Linked DNA regions of Ovis aries: region 2 is linked to region 1. Evidence: chromatin contacts called from public Hi-C data. All regions are on one chromosome and are shown on one strand. The core of a region is the stretch at or near the end of the contact, and the rest is flanking DNA. Distances in the headings are between cores, read along the strand shown.

Region 1 (4,450 bases), core at 419-2,918:
CCATCCACTTCCCAGCAGGCTCCTCAGTGTGGCGCCACCCCTCGCCATGAGGTGCCCACTGGCCCTGCTCTTGCAAAGCCTGGGGCGTGGACCATGCAGATGGCTACCCGCCACAGCAAACATTGGAGGAAGACAGTCCCAGAAAGGGAAGGAACCGCTGGAGTCGGGGTGCAGGACCACGTGCTCTCTGCCTTTTAAGCAAAGGTTATCACCAGCTGGGCTAAACTTAGCCACAGGCTTTTCAGCTGGAGAAGGGGGCTGGTCTCATGTTACGCTGGGCCAGCAAAGAGGTCCCAGTTCTGTCCCCCAGCACCTGCTGATGGGCAATGTCTATTCTACCCCACCCCACCCCCCTCCCCTACAAACCCTCAACCCTTGAGTCCTCAGATCCAGCCCTTCCAACATCCTCAGTTCACAGCCCCGGCACAGTCCCTGGCTTCTTACTGACTGGGCTTGAAGAGGAATGGATTCCTTCCTCCACATCACCTGTGGAGAGGAGCCGGGGCCTGGTCCCACCAAGTGCCCAAGACTCCTGATTTTTTTTCCCCTATTCTGGACTCCTCACGCAGCCCCCAACATCTCCTGGACGCAGCCACGGGAAAGGGAGGCCCTGACTCCAGGGCTGGCCTGCACGTCCCAGGATGGGGAGGGACTTCCGCCCTCACGTCCAGCTCTCAGCCCCGGGGGCGGACCAAGCTGGACAGGGTGAAAGGGGCATTGTCTCCCAGCCCGGGCCGCACAGCCCTCAGGTTTCCCAGGAGCGCCTTTGTGGGAGGCCTCAGGCCTCTATCCGCCCAGCCCCCAACAGAGATGCTATCCCGCGCCTGGGGCCCCCGCCCGAGGCTGGGGAAGAGCCGCTGGTGCACCCAGGGCCCGGTTTCTCAGGTCTGCTGACTGCACTGCAGGACATTGTGACCTTCAGTGCTGAAACCTCCCCGCCTCATGCGTCCTCCGGAGCCTCCTTCCGCTCCAGGCCCCCACAGCCTAGTGCCCAAATCGGCCCCCGGCCCAGAGAGGCCCGAAGCCAAGTTATGGGGGAGTGGGGGAAAGTGGAGGAGCGGGGAGGTAGCCGGCTGGAGGCCCCTCCCGTTCTTTGCAACGCGGGTGTCACTACCGAAGAGCCTCGAGACGTTCCTCAGCCTTCCGGCTTCTCAGCCTTTGAAAGCAGGGGAAGCGGGGGCGGGAACGGGGGAGCCTGCAGCCGCGAGCTGTTCCTGCTCCAATTCTCCATCCAGCCGACTCCCCAGGTCCTCCCGTTATATCCTTGCGGCAGCTTTAACCTCCCTGGCTCCCAGGTGTCCACATTTTTCTCCAGGGCCTCCGGCCCCGAGTTTACTCTCTCCCGCAGTGCTCCCTCCTCCCCACCAGTTACCATCGCCGGTCCCCCTCCTCCTTCGGGCCAGTCTCAGTCCCCTCCCCCACGTCGTCCTCAGCCCACACGCGCGGTGCGTGCACAGTTCAAGAACCTGGCGGACCCAAAAAAAAAGCGGTAGGCCGACTACTCGCAAGTTTACGGGCGCACGTAGCTCAGGCCTCCGCACCCCAGGGGCTGGGACTGGGCGAGGCGGGCCCGCGTCGCCACACCCCCTCCCCGCCCCCCATCCCTTATAAATTCGGGCTGCAGCCTCCTCCTGCGCTCTCTGCTCCTGCCCGTTCGACAGATAGCCGTAACTTCTGTGCTGTGCCAGGTAAAAGCCTGGCCGAGAGGAGGCACAAAGGGCTGGGGGATAGGCCCACCCAAAAGGGACGAGGGGGAGTTCGGGCGCCGGGTGTGCGGCTGCTGGGGCTGGGGTTGACTGATCGCGCCCAGCCGGGCCCCCCGCATTGCAGGGGCGGGAGGAAGGACGTGCGGAAGCGCAGGTCCTGGATGGAGGCTTGGGGGGAGGGGAGGGGAGGACCTGGTGGGGAGAGGTGGTCAGCGCTGGATTCCGTCCTCTTAGCCCCGCGCTCTAATGCTCACCTTCCTCTGCCCGTAGCCGCATCCCTGAGACAAGATGGTGAAGGTCGGAGTGAACGGGTGAGTTACGAGCAGGGGTGGAGTGGGGTGGGGCAGGGCAGTCTTGCGGTCCTCACCGCATTGCGCTAGCGGGTCTCTGCAAGCGCGAGGAGAACCTGGATAGGGTGGTCGTACCCACCGCCCCCCGCAAGGAGAATTCAAGGTCAGCGCTCAGACCTGGAGGAGGCCCTCGAAGGCCTCGTGTGCCCCCCATCTCCAGCTATACTGCGCCCCTGAGGAACCTTCCACCACTTTGCAGCAGATACACAGGAAATTCCAATTCTTGCTTGGGCCGCATCCCCTAATCCCGCACCTGGGGCTCTTTTCTTTCCTTTCGCGCTCTGCGGGGTCACGTGCCGGGGAGGAGCCCGTCCCCCACCCCCACCCCAGCCCGTGCCCCCAGCAGGCGCAGCCCCGGGGGTGCCAGGAGGCACAGCTGCGCACAGAACCAGCTGGGAGGGGTCATCTGCGGTAACCCAGCCGCCATGTTGCAACTGGCTAGGAAGGAAATGAATGAACTGCCCATTAGGAAACCCTCCTTAGCCCTGCCGTCTTTTCGCCTTCCTTGCCCGTGACTAACGCTCCTACCCCTGCCTCGTGGGATGGAGTCACGTTTAGCCCATAGGCCAGGTGAGGCCAGGCTTTCCCGTTCTTGCAGCTGGACCTCAACTCTGATCCTAGTAACCCCAGACCATCACTTAAACTGCCGGCCAAATTCCGCGGCCCCCCCCCCCTCCTCCACTCCCAAGAATGAGAGGATGCTTTTCCTAGATGGTTCTCTGACGAATTCAAAACGTGGGCTCGTGGGAGGGGTCTTGCAGTTTGGGGGTGTTTCTCCTTTCCTTTTCCGGAGAGGTGTGGTGGCCGTGGCTAGGCGCCATGCTTGGGGGAGCTGAGTCATGGATACTTAGAAATTTTCCACCACAAAATGGCTCCCAGAGCTGCAGCCCCTGTGGTCTTGCCGGCTCTCCTCGAGGCTCCTTTCCCCCATCTTTGCCTGGAGCTGACCCCACCCTAAAGGCCAGGCTATAAAGGTCACCAGGAGGATTAAGTGTCTGTGAGCCCCGGGAATCCTGCCCTTCTCCCCATCCCATCCTCCAGAAACCAGATCCCCGCTCCACCTAAGCTGGGGTTAAATATAGCTGCCTGACCTTTCTGCAGCTGGGGGCCTGGGCTTTTGCTCTCCGCCACCACCCCCCTACTCCCTAATAACTGTTGGCTCCCAATCCTGATTTTTGGAAGAGCTTGGAAGGATAGGTGCTGAGCAAGTCAGAACCCCAGGATGAGGGGGTTGAGAAACCAGTTCTCCCTCTCCTCTTTTGTGGGGGAGAGAGGGTAGGTTTCCCCGTCCAGTTCATGCTGACCTTTGCTCTTGCCCTTTGAGCTTGGTGATGCTGAGTGGACTAGTGTTTGTGGTTCAGAGGGTGTAGCCCGAAGTGGGGCCATACAGGAGCAAGCGTTTGCAGAGTAGGTGTGATGAATGCCACGTGCCCGGCCTGTAGGTGGCAGCAGCTGCGCACCACTCCATCAACTCCACGGATTGCCAGTGACTAGGGGGTGGGCGGGCACATGCCTGGCCTGTAGGTGGCAGCAGCTAACTGCGCACCACTCCATCAACTCAACAGATTGCCAATGACTAGGGGGTGGGTGAGGAGAAGGCAGTGGCACCCCACTCCAATACTTTTGCCTGGAAAATCCCATGGACGGAGGAGTCTGGTAGGCTGCAGTCCATGGGGTCGCTAAGAGTCGGACAAGACTGAGCGACTTCACTTTCACTTTTCACTTTCATGCATTGGAGAAAGAAATGGCACCCCACTCCAGTGTTCTTGCCTGGAGAATCCTGGGGACGGGGGAGCCTGGTGAGCTGCCGTCTATGGGGTTGCACGGAGTTGGACACGACTGAAGTGACTTAGCAGGGGGTGGGTGAGCCTTTCCACTCTGTGGGCTGACAGGGTTGCTCAAGAAAAATAAAGTGAGTTCTCGCGAGACTTTGCAGGGGTAACAGAGTGGCCTCTTCTCTGAAAGAGGGTGAATGGGCAGGGGGCTGCTTCCGTGCCCAGGAGGAATCCCCTCCCCCTCACCCCTTCTTGTCTCTTGTCCCCCTCAGATTTGGCCGCATCGGGCGCCTGGTCACCAGGGCTGCTTTTAATACTGGCAAAGTGGACATCGTTGCCATCAATGACCCCTTCATTGACCTTCACTACATGGTGAGTGCTGCCCCTTAGTGGACGGGGTCAGAGCCTGGCTGAGGTGCAGCCCCTTGATGCCCCCCTCCTTTGTGGCCCCCCCCAGGTCTACATGTTCCAGTATGATTCCACCCATGGCAAGTTCCACGGCACAGTCAAGGCAGAGAACGGGAAGCTCGTCATCAATGGAAAGGCCATCACCATCTTCCAGGAGTAAGTGTGGGAGATGGAACAGGAAGAACTTGGCCTTGGAGGAGGCACTGGGACG
Region 2 (4,919 bases), core at 1,235-3,734, 85 kb before region 1:
TGCTTTGCTCCCTCTATTTGCCACTTACCACATTTTACTGTTTGTCCTTTGGTCTCGTGCTTTTCCCTGATCGTAAACCCGAGGGCAAGGCCTTGTACGTATTCCGCACAGTGTCCTTGCTGGCCACCGGCACAGAGCTCAGCATCCAATTAGAGGCAGTTCATTTGGTGTTGCAGGAAGATTAATGGTCTGGTAGGAAAACACCCAGGTTCCGCTCCCAACATCACCATTACTATCCTCGTGACCTGAGAAAGCTTTTCATGACCTGGCTTCACTCACCTGATCAGACTCATTACTTTGTCCTCTGCTTTTACACTAGCCCTTCTGAGATAATCGTTCTCGGGACTAACAGTTCTCAGAACATCGCTTGCTTTTGTATGTTTCTCCACCTATGCCCAATCTCAGGACTGGTAGTTCATACTACCAGTGAAGTATTTCACAAGTATTCTTGCCTTTGTGAAAACTAGGGAAAAGTACCTCCTCATGCCGTGTACTCCTCATGGAGTGCAGGCTGGATTTCAGGCCCCACTCAGCCCTTGGCCTGGCCCCCTGCTGCATGGATCAGCCTGCACACCATTCCCGAAGCCTGGAGCAAACACAGCTAGCCTGCCCAGCAACCCCCTACTCCTCCACCAAGTATCAGCTCAACCACTGCCTCCCCTGTGACATCATCTTCCTCTAGCAGATGTTGTTGGGTTTGGGATTTAAGCTTCCTCTTTTTTTGAAGTAGCCTCCATTAGCGCAATTGTCTTCACTGAATTACGGTTGCTTGTCTACACACCTCTCTACCCCTTTAGATTATTCTCAATGTTTGCTCCTCTTTTATTCTTCACACAAAGGCCAGTTCCTAACGCATAGGAAGTGACCCCTAAAGTGGAGTGAATGAATGAGTGAGTGACTTTTTAATTCTCTGGTGCTCATGATGCTTGTCTGAGAATAAAGGAATCAGAATAAGGGACAGCTGGACTTCCCTTGTGGTCCAGTGGTTTAGATGCTGTGCTTTCAATGCAGGGGGCATGGGTCTGATTCCTGGTTGGGGAACTAAGATTCCACATGCCATGGGACATGGTCAAAAAAAAGAGAAGAGAGAGAGAGATGCCTGAATTTCTTACCAACTCGAGAATTCCCTTTTCAACATGCATTATATAAATGGCTGGTGAGCAAATGAATAGAATCCAACCAAAATAAAATCCCTTTGAAGGTGCAGCTCTAAGGGACGTGGGTCAGTTTGTTTAAGTTTTATTCTAGAAGCAGTGAGTTTTGCCCAAGTTCTATTCTAGAAGCAAGTTATTGTGCTTTTTTAAATCTCCTACATATTTTGTCTTGCTGCTGAGACCTTTCAGAGACATTTCAGACTATCTGAAATAGAGTTTAAGAGGAGCTGCTTTATGAAGCCCTTCCAGAGAGTAGATTGCCTTTCATCTCATTATGCCGCATTAACTATTTCTATTATTGATCTTTCTCAGATACTGTCCCAAAAGGAACGATCATTTCTCTACACAGGGCAGCTCTTTAGCCTCTTTGAAGCAAATGTTCCTTCTCTCACGAGAGAACATTTTACCCTGAATCCTTCCTCCCTCATCAAAGATATTGTCCTTAAGTAGACTTTGTCAGTCTCCCCCAAAAGGCAGTAAGTCATTCAAGGGCATCAAGCCTCTGGGAAGCTAACAGAAGCAGAAGGTCTAGAGTAGGGGCTTTTACAGACTATTCCCTGGTTCCCCAAAGAGTCCAGTAACTCGCTGAGTCTAGTCACAATATTGTGTGCATTTTCCAAAGAGAGATAAGGGTCCTTTTCAGATTCTCAAAGGAGCCCCTTGACCCAGAAAAGCTGAGTAAGAACCACTGGTCTAGAGTCTGGCTAAAATAGACTGGGAAATACAGGGGCTTTTAAGTTCAGATAAGAGGCTCTTCCCTGGTGGCTCAGATAGTAAAGAATCTGCCTGCTGTGCAGAAGACCCAGGTTTGATTCCTGGGTTGGGAAGATCCCCTGGAGAAGGGCAAGGCAACTCACTCCAGTACTTTTGCCTGGAGAATCCTATGGACAGAGGAGCCTGGTGGCCTACAGTCCACAGGGTCACAAAGAGTCCAACACGACTTAGTGACTGAACAACAATAACAATACTCAACAGTACTCTCTGGGGTCATACCAAAGACGAATGCCTCAATAGCCCCAGACTGGAGTCCTTGGAACCGAGTCCATCCACCCATCAGCAGCCCTCCCTGAGGGGCTCCTCCAAATCCCTGGGTCTTGCTGAAACCCAACCTGCTCTGCAGACAGGGCGAAGCTTTGGGGAGGGCGGGGGCGGGATGGCCTTGGAGCCAGATGATTGGGGTATTGGGTTTCTAAGTAGTGCCCTCGCCCAAGACAGAAACATTATTCTGCCACAAGGGGGTACCCAACACTCAGACATGAACCTCTTGCCTCTTGCTCAAAGAAGCTTCTCAAGCTCTGAGCCAAAGCTCCTGGTTATCCAATCCGCCCACAAAGCCCTTCTACCCAAGCCCAGTGTCCCGGGGGAGGCTTAGTCACTCCTTTCTGTACAAAGTTTGTGTATGTTCCTGCTGGCTTCAGTCCTTTCCCTAGAGGTGACCTTGGACCCCACGTTCCTCCTCAGAGTCTCCCTGGATCACATAACTTGAATTGTGAAGACCCTGATCAGAGGCGAAGGCAGCACACACTTGTCTCTCCACTCCCCGGGTTACTCCTGGGCCTGCAGGGCCGTCATTCAGAGCTCTGTCTTTAGGGTGTGTTCACAGCTGTGCACAGAGGTCTGCAGATGCTGGTGGGGTGTTATGAAATCATCTCTAGAGAGCTGTGACCTACTCAGACAGAATTTTAAAAAGGCTGATGCTTTCAAACTATGGTGCTGGAGAAGACTCTGAGAGTTCCTTGGACAGCAAGATCAAACCAGTCAGTTCTATAGGAAACCAACCCTGAATATTCATTGGAAGGACTGATGCTGAAGCTGAAGTTCCAATACTTTGGCCACCTGATGTGAAGAACCGACTCATTGGAAAAGACCGTGACGCTGGGAAAGTTTGAAGGCAGTGGGTGAAGGCAATGACAGAGGGTGAGATGATTGAATGGCATCACCAGCTCAATGGACATGAGTTTGAGCAAACTCCGGTGATGGACAGGGAAGCCTGGCCTGATGCAGTCCATGGGGTTGCAAAGAGTCAGACACAACTGAGCGGCTGAACAACAACAGCAGCAGGCAGGATAAGGAAAACATCCAATACTTATCGAGGCTGAAGGAAAGAGTTATCAAGAATTAGCTGAGGCTTGGGTGGGGTCCTGGGCCGCCATGTACTGTAGCGAGGGTGCAATTTGGACCCAGAAGGCAAGGTACAAATCTAAACCCATCGGAAGGTTATGGACTTAGACAAAATCAAAAATATTAAATTTATAAATGGAGGTTAAAATATTTCAGGGAACTTATTGTATCCAATCGAGAAGACTCGCCTAGTTGTACGTTGGCCCCAGGTCTGGCATCCTAGCTTCAAATCTCTGGCAAATAGATAACTTGAGTCTTCTTGAGACAGTCATCACAGATCCTGTTCATACATTGTCCACTTGAGATAGTAACTCTGTTCCCTTGGTGGACAGGTGTCCTTTTAACTCCAGGAAGGTTTGGGATCGACACAGTGGCATTGCCAGCATGGCTAAGATGAAGCCGCGTTTCTTGAAATTCCCTCTCTGTGTGGTTCCAGATTAGGACTGGCTATGAGAGAAGTGTGAGTGGGGTCTGAAAGGTGGAAAGGCAGAAGTGAAGCAGCAACCACTGCCCTGAGGGTCAGCATGGGTGCTAGGGTGCGGCAGCCCCCACCCAGCGCAGCTGCTCCGACAGTTCACTTTTTCAGCCCAGGAAGCAACAACCAGTCCTGCACAGCCTCCTGCTCCTGTCAGACCTCCCCATTCAGCTATGCCAGCTCCTGGGCCAGGAGTGTGTGCCTCTCCACGGCGGAGGGTGCCAAGCGCTTCTGCAAACAACCCACATCTTCCAGGCTGGAGCTGTGAGGGACAGATGCAGGTTCCACGTGGTCCTTCCAAGCCCTCCCCCACTTCACAGCTGGCATTTCTTCCCGGCTGATCTATGGTGATCACAGACCCTTCATCAGTCCCTAATTCCATGTTACTCCCAGTGGTTTTGCTTCTCCGGTCAAAGCTTAACTGATCCCAACAAGAAGTGATGACGGAAATCAGACTCATGCTAAGCTTCACATATATTTGAGTTCTTTTTGGTTTCTTTTCTTTTCTTTGGTAGCATCACATGGCAATGCAGAATTTTGGTTTCCTGACCAGGGATCAAACCCACGCTCCTTGCAGTGGAAGCTCAGAGTCTTAACTGCCGGACCACCATGGAAGTCCCTCAGTAGATTTTAAAAGATAGATATCTTGGACGGCAAGGAGATCCACCAAGTCCATCCTGAAGGAGATCAGCCCTGGGTGTTTTTTGGAAGGAATGATGCTAGAGCTGAAACTCCAGTACTTAAGCCACCTCATGCGAAGAGTTGACTCATTGGAAAAGGCTCTGATGCTGGGAGGGATTGGGGGCAGGAGGAGAAGGGGACGACAGAGGATGAGATGGCTGGATGGCATCGCCGAGTCAATGGACATGGGTTTGGGTGGACTCTGGGAGTTGGTGATGGACAAGGAGTCCTGGCGTGCTGCGATTCATGGGATTGCAAAGAGTCGGACACGACTGAGCGACTGAACTGAACTGAACTGATCATAAAAAGCATCTTCTCTGATCAATAGAATGAAGTTAGAAATTAATAACAAAATGAAGACTGTAAAATTCACACTATTGTGGAAATTAAACAACATATTTTTACTACACTTTTACATTTTAAACAACTAATGGATCAAAGAAGAAACCACACAGGAAATTATAAAATACTTAGAGGCAAGTGAAAAC

Evidence for each region. Hi-C and Micro-C count contacts between places; a contact is called where the count stands out from the background.
Region 2: a Hi-C map of tail adipose tissue shows a contact between it and region 1, with 2.2 times the contacts expected there. The contact joins the enhancer-like site here to the promoter of GAPDH in region 1. A contact is called at or near these places in 2 of 16 Hi-C or Micro-C datasets (skin fibroblasts and tail adipose tissue).

The regions. Positions count from the first base shown.
Region 1 is chr3:209,706,838-209,711,287 of ARS-UI_Ramb_v3.0, reverse strand. It overlaps GAPDH (glyceraldehyde-3-phosphate dehydrogenase), which reads left to right and starts at 1,668. Exons shown (of 12, transcript NM_001190390.1): 1 at 1,668-1,688; 2 at 1,977-2,017; 3 at 4,104-4,203; 4 at 4,289-4,395. The coding sequence starts at 1,995.
Region 2 is chr3:209,792,571-209,797,489 of ARS-UI_Ramb_v3.0, reverse strand. No RefSeq gene overlaps it. Among named protein-coding and RNA genes, the nearest start is that of CD27, 23 kb to the right of the region's middle. Within about 2 kb of position 2,484, at least 22 of the 54 cell types and tissues checked have an H3K27ac peak or open chromatin away from gene starts, as enhancers often do. A contact at or near this core is called in tail adipose tissue, where this site is marked.